Linked DNA regions of Oryctolagus cuniculus: region 2 is linked to region 1. The links are chromatin contacts, called in public Micro-C maps. All regions are on one chromosome and are shown on one strand. The core of a region is the stretch at or near the end of the contact, and the rest is flanking DNA. Distances in the headings are between cores, read along the strand shown.

Region 1 (4,500 bases), core at 907-3,406:
TATGGTTTCCATGTGGTTTGTCCCTGAGTTGAAACTGGATTGCCACAGTGGTAGGGGTGGGAGGTGGGGCTCTTAGGAGGTGATTAGGCCATTAAGTGGGATTAATGCCTTTCTCCAGGTAGGGGCTTCATTCTTACAAGAGTGAGTGTTAGGAAGTGAGGTGGCTGCTGGTGTTTGCACCTGCCCACTTGCCCTCCTGCTTTTCTACTAAGGACGCAACACAAGGCCCTGCCGGAAGCTGCTACCGCTCCCTTGGGCTTCCCAGCCTCCCAAACCACGAGCCAAATCTTTTCTTGTTAAATTAGCCAGTTGCAGGTACTCTGCTGTGGCAACAGGAAATGAACTAAGCCGCCTTCCTTGGGCCGCTCTTGTCTACGTAATCCGGCTGGCACCAGGGCTGTCTGATGAATATGTAACAGTTCAGAATAGGTGTTCTGCAAATAGCTGCCTCTTGAGTAATACTAGAATCTTGCATCTCCCCCAGCTTGTACGCTCACCACCTGTGCAAGGTAGCATCCGGGACCTTAGATAAACCACCTATCGCTTTATTTGGGCAGAGAAAGCATGGAAAAGAGCACTGTATTAGTTTTTTCTAAAAAAAAAGATTTTATGGGGCCAGCGCTGTGGTGCAGCAGGTAAAGCTGCCGCCAAAAAAATATTTTATTTATTTGAAAGTCAAAATGACAGGAAGACACACACACAGACCTTCCATCATGCTATTGGGGTCGCTCATGAGGGTGGCAGGAGCCCATGCTCTTGGGCTGTCTCCTGCTGATTTCCTACGTTCACAGCAGGGAGCTGGATCGGAGGCAGAGCAGTCAGGACTACAACTGGCACTCAGACATGGGATGCTGGTGCCCCAGGCAGCGGCTTAGCCCCGCCACAAGACTGGCCCCCGATTTTATTTTTATTCCTGCCCTAACCAATGATCACAAACTTTTGAATGCTGGTCTCACTGGGCGAAACTCAAGGTGTCAGCGGTGGGCATTCTGTGGGGGAGCAGGGAGTGGGGGTGGCAATAGGGGGTGGGGTCATAGTTCACAGACACTTTTGGACCAGAGTGTAAACTGAGTTTGCACACAGGCGGTGGGACTGTGATACTAAGGGGCGGGGGAGGCTTTGTCTGTGAGGCTTTTCTTTGGCATTCACAGAATTCTCCAAATACCAGGAAGCTCTGCGGATCACTCGGGTCAAAGGACAAGGGGCAGCCCGTGCTCTGCCTGTCCGGTGAGGACGTAGGCGGCCACCAGATGGGACTCTTTCCTGATGACTGTTGATGAGGACGGTGGCAATGTATGGAGAGCATCCGACACATTTCCAGGGAGGAGCGGGTGAGGGGATCCTGTACTGACTGAGGCTGAGGACGGGCAATTCCAGCAAGAGGAATTCAGTTTCACTGAAGCTTCTGAATCAAAGCTGGAGGCAGAGGGTCCACGCTATAGAGGGCGAAGAGGCCAAGGACGAGCACCCCAGGGGGCAGAGGTCTTCGTAGGCGAATATTATATTTTACTTTTTCTAATTCTCACCCTACCAAAGGCAAGACCCAGTATGTCACATTTGTTGAAATGCAAATAAGTGAAGTAAATAAAAATGTGACTTCGGGGAGGAAAAAGAAAAAGCAAGCTGAGCAGGTTCCACCGAGATTTGAACTCGGATCGCTGGATTCAGAGTCCAGAGTGCTAACCATTACACCATGGAACCGCCACGCGTGTGCTGCCGGCTCCGGCCCTCTAATCCTTAGAGAACCCCGCCCCCATCGCACACCCAACCATCAGAAGCGGGTTCCACGCGCTCCCGCGCCCCGCTGCCCGGCTGGGCGGTGCCAGAAATGAACAAGAGGCCACTACGACTGGCACCAGCTGGGAAGCCGGGACTCAGGGTTTCGTCCTCTGAAACTCTTTCGGAGGGTGAGACTTGAGGACTGACGCTACAGCGGGCGCCGACGCACCGCCCGTCCCCGGCTGGGGGCGGGACGCCACCTCCCCGGAAGTACTTCCCTCAGGGGCTGGGGCCTGCCGGAAGTGGCGCAGCGGCAGGGCGGGGCTCTCCAGCCGGTCCGGCAGCTGAGGCTCCGCGCTCGGGTTACCCCTGCAGCGACGCCCCCTGGTCCCACCGAAGCCGCCGCTGCTCCCGCCCCTTCGCCTCTCGGCCGCGCCATGGGCACCCGCGACGACGAGTACGACTACCTCTTCAAAGGTGAGGCCGTGGCCCCCGGCCCTGTCCGCCCTCGGGGGGCTCGGGACACTCCCGGGGGACCCGCGTGCGGGCTGCCCCAGCCCCAAAATGGGCCTGCCTCAGCCCTTCCTTTCCTTGCGGGTCGTCCGGCCGTCCCCGCACGGAGCTTCCCACGGCCGCTCGCACCGGCGTCCCCACGGCCGCCTCCCGCCAGGCCTCGGCGCCCCTCGCTGTGTGCGTGTGTGCGCGCGTGTGTGCGCGCGTGTCCTCCCCCACCGCGGCCCCGCGCCCCTCCCGCCCGCGACCTCTCCCTCGCAGCATCAGCCCGGGCCGGCTCCATCCCCTCCCGGCCTTGGTGACAGGCCCCGGGCCGCTCCCTGGGCCTGCCCTTCGGCTCAGGCTCCCACCGCGGGGCTTTTCCCTGCGTGTCCCCTTCCCCCGCGCGAGCCTTTCTCGTCGCCCCTCCCCTCGGGCGGCCGCCCCCCGCTCCCCGGCTCGGGCCCCCACCCCACCCCACCCGCCGCGCAGCCTTCACGGGCCGGCCGCCGCCCACCCCCGAGTTGGGAACTCTGTGCCGAGGGCCGGGGGGCTTGTCCATCACCCCTGCGTGCACTTGTCGCAGTGGCCCGACCGGCGGGGACTTCCCACCTAGCCTTTTTTTTTTTTTTTTTTAACTCCTCTTCCGACCCAGCTGCAGCCAACCCGGGATCACTCGGTACGCGGCTCGCGGGAAGGGGTTGCGGATGGGTGGTGGCTGTTATCCCGGCCAGACCTGAAGGCCCAGTTCCTGAGCAGGAAAGGTTGCGCGCTGCACAAATACTAGCCTGCTTTATCACTGTGGACTGGTTGCTTCCTGCTGCAACCCTGGGAGGATCCAACAGGAAGGGAAGAGCCCTAGTGGGCCGCCTACCTTTCCCAAAAGGAGGGAGAGGGGACTTGTGTGCTCTTCGGGTCCATTTAAACCGTGGTGATCAGAGAGGGGAACGTGTGTGCCCTTGGACAGTACGTAATTGGAGCGTGGGGAGAGGCGAGAGGAGTCGGGGAGAATCCAGAGTTTTTGTTTTTTAATCAGCGAAGGTGAAGGGCTCAGTTCTCCGTAAGAGACGAGTCCAGTAAATGCTTTTTGTTCAGTGGCTGCGCTCGGCTCTGGTAGTCCTCCCTCCTGAGTGAGGGCAGCCATCAGTAGTGAGCTGAACAAAGATCATTACGGGGAGGAAGAAGCCATTGCTATTAAAGCTTTACCGTGGAGGCGGAGTTGAAAGAGTGGTGAGCACGGTGACTGTTTCTGACTTTGCCATTGGTTGCTTAGAATGATTGACCGAAGGAAGCAGGAACCATTGCTTTGCTTTACCAATACTTTTGCAAATCTCGGTGATAATATGCTCTTACCTTAGTCCTCCGAGGTGGAATATTCTATGTATAGGGTGAGTATAGGCTGGGTACCTTCGATGTCTACGACCTCCGTGTTGGAAAGTCATTACAGTGAAAAAGGCACTCGGTTCACTTTACAGAGACGAAAAGGAGACCTGCATTAGTTTGTGTACTTTTTGCAGAAGGCGTCGGAATTGATGGGAAGTTACTTCAGTCCCTGGAGCCTTTTGGGTTTAGTCATTAAAGGCAGGTTTTTGTTTGTTTTTCAAATCCTTTACAATGTCATGGGCAGTTAGCTACCTTTGAAGTACTTTAGAGCAAGGTAGACTCTCAGGGTTTTTCTCCTGATTGGTTTGGAACTGGAATGTTGGGGAAAAAAACAACCCCAGAATATTAGCCATCCTGGTTTCAGGAATTAGACCATCCTTGTAACATTGAGAGCACAGGGTTTTGGAACCACAGACACCTGAGTTCACATTCCACTCTGCTCTTGGGTTTACGACCTTGGGAAAGTTAAGTGTTTGGAGCCCCAGCTCTGAAGCAAACTCCGGGACTGGCTGATCAAGCCTGCCGGGCAGTTACGACTTTAGCTCCTGTGAGGGCTCAGTGCATTGAAGGAAGTTACTGTGGATCTTGTCCGTTTTTTGAACTTTATTTCTAAACGGAAGAGCATTTACATATTATTAAAGAAGCATAGAAGTAGGAACTTCAACTATTTTATGTTCATGGGTTAGGGCTTCATCTTGTTGTGCTGTTTAAAATATGGTGTTTAAAAATTCTGCTGAGGAGGATTTCCATGCCTTCGAAGCTCTTACAGGATATGAGTCACCTTTTTTTTTTCTTAACTTCAATGCTTGATTATTTAGCCAGTCTCTTTATTTATACAATTCTCATTTTAAAGCTAGGCAAGAATAATTTTACTTTAAAATGGTTTCCTTCTACAGAGATTTGGTC
Region 2 (4,613 bases), core at 536-3,035, 42 kb after region 1:
TGGCATGGTCTCAGGGTCAGAAGGAGAGCACTGGCTGCAAAGGGGGTTTTCAGGATGTCATCCAGCTCCCTGAGAACCCGAGGTTCCTGCCAGGAGAGCCGTGGAGGCTGACGGAGAGGAGCTTATAGTTGGGGAAGTGGCAGCAGTAGTGGGCTCAAGTATTCCAGGATTGTGAAGGGGAGGAAGAACAATGGGGAAAGAAGCCCTCTGTAGCACTCTGGATGCCTGACAGACAGGAGGAACAGGAAGCAGTTTGTTGCAGCGGGGAGAAAGAAAGGCACTGCACAGTGGAAGTGGCCTCAGCTTCCAGGATGACAGTGCAGCGGTGCAGCTCCGCAGTAGCAGCCAAGAGCTGCTGTGGCTGAATTAGATGGAGGCTTTCAGAATGTCAGAGCCGGACGGCCTTAGAGATGGTGCTAATACAACCTTGACCTTTTAAAGAGAAAGACACCACAACCCAGGAAATGGCACTGTGACCTATTCAGGACCACACAACAAGAACCAGGACCAAAACCCAAGTCTCTTAACTCCCAGGCCAGGACTTTCCCCCACTGAGTTCACAGAATCCTTTAGACTCCTGTCTTAGGGGTTCTGATTTGTTTGGTCGCTAATAATTTAAGGCAGTAATTTCATGTATGGTGCAAATTAGTTTGTTCAGTGTTTATTTGGAGGTTTAGTGAATTAGTGGGATTTATTCTATGTGGTTTTTCTGTTGAGTTCTGAACTGTGACACATCATTTTCTTCTTTTTGAATTTTCTTGTTCTGTGTTGGTCCCCAGCACTTGGTACACTTGCCTTCTTCACAGCTCTCTTTCCTAATAATTTAAAGGACACTCGTAGCCAGAGTGGCAAAACAAGATTTTGCTGCCTGGCTGCTAAGGCCCTCTGCATCGAGAGGCTCAGACATAAGCTCCCATAAAACAGCGCTGAAATGCCGCTGAGGCCGAGGCACTGCTCTCCTGAGCTTTGTTCCACATTTATGGTTCTGAGTCTGAAAGTAGCTGCCTTACTCACAGTGCACAGGATGGCAGAGTTCATAGGAAAGTTGTTTGCTCATCTGTTGAGGCGTCTGGGCCTGCCCAAGCTTATTTATGCTTGAGTCATACAGAATCTCAGAGCTGCAAAGGCCCTGGAGATCTTTCTGCCCAGTTTCCAGTGCCTGATGAGAAAGAAACTAGGTCACGGCGATGAAATGGTGGCACTGTCCTGGCTGTTTTCAGTCTCACTCACTGAAATTGTGCTTGCCTTCCATTTGGATGTTCAAGGCAAAACTCATGGACAGTTGCCAGAAGACTTCTCCAGGGGAAGTGGTGTCCACGGGCTGGCGAGAGCCCGAGGATGACCTCCTAGCCCGGGTCCCTTATGATTTGCATACCCTAACACAGGCTGATGGCGAGTCACCCTGCTCTTGCTCAGAACACAGTACCTCCACCACCCTCCTCCCATTGCTTACCCCACTTCTAATAGGTATCCAGGAAATGGTTGTGTCTCGGTTAGGTGTATCTAAGGTTAGGTCTGAGCAGGCGTTGCAGCAGCTTGCAATGCCAGCCTCCCTATCAGACAGCTGTTTCCAGTCCTGCCTGTTCTGCTTTCCAGTCCAGCTTGCTGTTAATGTGCCTGGGAAGACAGCAGATGATGGCCCAAGTGCTTGGGCCCCTGCCACTCACATGGTAGACCTGATGGAATTCCTGGCTCCTGGTTGCATCCCAGCCCAGCCAGTTGTAACCATTTGGATTGTGTCTCTGACACTCCACCTTTCAGATAAATAAATGCATAAACCTTTAAAAAAAAAAAAAAAGTCTGGCAGACCAGAACAGTCATCAGGGAAATCCAGGTCAGTCTAGACCAGTGTTTTCTAAATGATAGTTTGTAGTTGGTAATGACCGCATGAGGATCCCCTGAGGTATTCCTCACAGATGCCGATTCCAGGGCCTTGTTCGGGATCTACTGTATCAGAATCCTGAGGAAACTGGATATGGGCACCTGCAGGTTCACTGAGCTTTCCAGGTGATACTGATGCACTAGATTAAGGATAGCCGCTTGGACCTCTGGTGTCGTCTCTTTCAGAGTTTAGCCAAGCCTCGTAAATAGACCTCAGACAAAAGGACAGCCCCATTACATTAGTACAACCTCTACAATATGCAGAAACTGATTCCCATCTCTGATTTTATTGGATTCTCGTGATAACCTTGTTAGACAACAGGACAGGCATTAGACAGTAGGACAGGCATAATTATCCCAACCGTGAGGAAACAGCCCTGGAGAGCTCATAGTCTAGGGTCACATTAATAAGTGACAGAATTCCAGAGTTCCATATTTTATAAGTTCTGACAGTTAAACCTGGGGCCTAAGCCAGGGGCAGGACCTGCCCTTTCATTGTTGGTGTCACCTGTAGACTTCCTACAGGGGTGATCCGACTTGCAGCTCCCATAGGGGAGGGATTTGTCCTGGCTCCTCTGCTCTCAGGACAGAGCTCTCTTGAGGGTGGATGCCATACAGTGTTAACACTGGGTAGCATTCTCCTTCCTCGTGCCCCAGAAAAGCAGCAGGTGCAGGGTGGTGTTCCTCGCCAGTGCAACAACAGGAGGCCTCTGGGGCAGGTAGATTGACTTTATTTCAGATTTTATAATCAATTTAACTCCTACTAATTGGTTGGATAATGATGTTCTACATTTCCGAAGGCATTTAGTTGGCATCTATAAAAAACCCACAAGCATTTGCTAAGCAGGTGCAACTGAAGTTGAAAGATAAATTTATGATGATGATGATGATGATTGCTTCTCCTGGGCAGCGCTACCCAGCAGCCCCAGTTCCTGTGATCTTTTAACTGTGTGTGTGTGAGAGAGAGCAAGTGCACGCAAGAGCAAGCGTGTGCCCGCACATGCATGTGGCTTCTCCTGGGAATTGGCCATTTCAGATATTTCAGATCTGCACTCTATCTTGCTAAGCCCTCTTGTAGCAGGATATCAGATTAGGTGGATACTCTACCTTTGAATCCTTTGTCCATAATATATGTGTTCTGACGTCTGTCCATTCCACAAACACCTGCAAAAAAAGGAAAAATGGGGTGAGTGTACTTATACTGCTTGTGTTCCTCTTTTTCTCTGGCTTTTTTCCCCTTCCTCCTTTACCAAGAAAATAGTTGTTTATTGCTGGAAAATTCCTCTGGGTCTAATTGACCCTAAATCATTTTGGACACAGAAATTCTGGAAAGGCTCATGGTTTTGAGGTGAGCCACAGCGCCCCCTGGCACATTCAGCACGCCTTCCCCTTAACCTTCACCCGACAGGAATGTCTCTCAGGAGGTAATACAAGGTGATGCTGATGCCACCTGCAGCTGCTGGAGGTGAAGTTCCAGGCTCCTAAAGGTACAGAAGAAGGAATGAAGCAAACCAGTTCTTGGCTTGAGGGGAGAGGGTCCTCCCAACCCCTGTGCTGGTGAATTCTGGGATGGGTTTCTCCCCTCTCAGCTCTGGTCCTGTCTCTTCTGTATCTGAGGCTCAGCTGAGGGGTGTCAGAGGGCTGAGTTTGTTGATTAGTCTTTTTATTGGAAAGGCAGAGTGAGAGAGAGAGGGACAGAGATTTTCCATCCACTGGTTCACCTCCCAAATGGCAATAGTCAGGCTGAAGCCAAGAACCTAGGACTACATCTGGGTCTCCGGGTGGCGGGGGCCCAAGTACCCATGCCACCTTCTGCTGGTTTCCCAGGCTCAGTAGCAGGGAGCTGGGTGTGACGTGGAGCAGCCAGGACTCAATGCTGGTGTCACAGCCGTAGTGCCAGCCCGTTTACAGGTGAGCAGTCCTTCCCGGCCACAGCCAGTGTTTGAAGGCACCCCTGTTGGGGGTGGGCCATGTGTGCATAACTGAGTTATCTTTGAAAAGCGTCACCAGCGTGTTTCAGCTCCAAGGATTTCTTTCTTGTGTTTGGCTGTCAGTTTTTTCCTGCAGCTCCTGTGGTGCATAGTCCCGAGCCCCGGCCAGAGGCAGGACGTAAGCTCCAGGGACCAAGGTCAGGCTCTCTGCTGCATTCGTCTGGCACAGCAATGACTTGGACTCAGAGTCACTTTTCCCCTCAGCTTTTAACTGAGGACGGGTGCCAGGCCCGGTGTGCAGCGAGAGCTTAGTGAGATACAGGCTGCCGCCTCCTTGACTCACTGGGCCTCTCACGCTGAGGCCCGGCCCACTGCCCCCTCGTTACTTCCCCGCGCCTCCCCACCTCGTTCCCAAGCTGACTTTATAGGCGTCTACTCCCAGCTGCCTGCCACCCACACACTGCTAGGAGAGCAGAAGCAGGCCCAAGTTTTCCCTCAAGTTTCACTCTTCTAAAAGGCCTGTAGGTCCCCGTGCCCTTTCCATCTGATGGGGTTCCCTTTGTCCTCCCCCGGGAGGGAGGCCGGCCAGTTAACTTCTCCTTTTCACAGAACAGGAGACAGAGGCCTAAAGAGCAGTAGAGCCTGGCCCAGCAGCAGGTGAGGAGTTGAGAGGCAGCTGCAACCCTGACTGCTCCGAGTGTGCTTTCCCAGTGGCCAGCAGCCCGCCCGTCTGCAAGCAGGGCTCTGGCCACCCTGCTGGGAGAGCGAGGTCTGTAAAGTAGGAGAGGTCTGACCCGAGTG

What was found. A called contact is a pair of places that touch in the nucleus more often than the background predicts.
Region 2: a Micro-C map of ear pinna shows a contact between it and region 1, with 4 times the contacts expected there. The contact joins the enhancer-like site here to the promoter of RAB11A in region 1. A contact is called at or near these places in 2 of 6 Hi-C or Micro-C datasets (ear pinna and an unstated tissue).

Annotation. Positions count from the first base shown.
Region 1 is chr12:88,885,045-88,889,544 of mOryCun1.1, forward strand. It overlaps RAB11A (RAB11A, member RAS oncogene family), which reads left to right and starts at 2,157. Exons shown (of 5, transcript NM_001082251.2): 1 at 2,157-2,196. The coding sequence starts at 2,157. TRNAQ-CUG (transfer RNA glutamine (anticodon CUG)) reads right to left here and starts at 1,701; the gene lies at 1,630-1,701.
Region 2 is chr12:88,927,181-88,931,793 of mOryCun1.1, forward strand. MEGF11 (multiple EGF like domains 11) reads right to left here. Exons shown (of 25, transcript XR_007910143.2): 24 at 2,989-3,045. Among named protein-coding and RNA genes, the nearest start is that of RAB11A, 42 kb to the left of the region's middle. Within about 2 kb of position 1,786, at least 2 of the 8 cell types and tissues checked have an H3K27ac peak or open chromatin away from gene starts, as enhancers often do. A contact at or near this core is called in ear pinna, where this site is marked.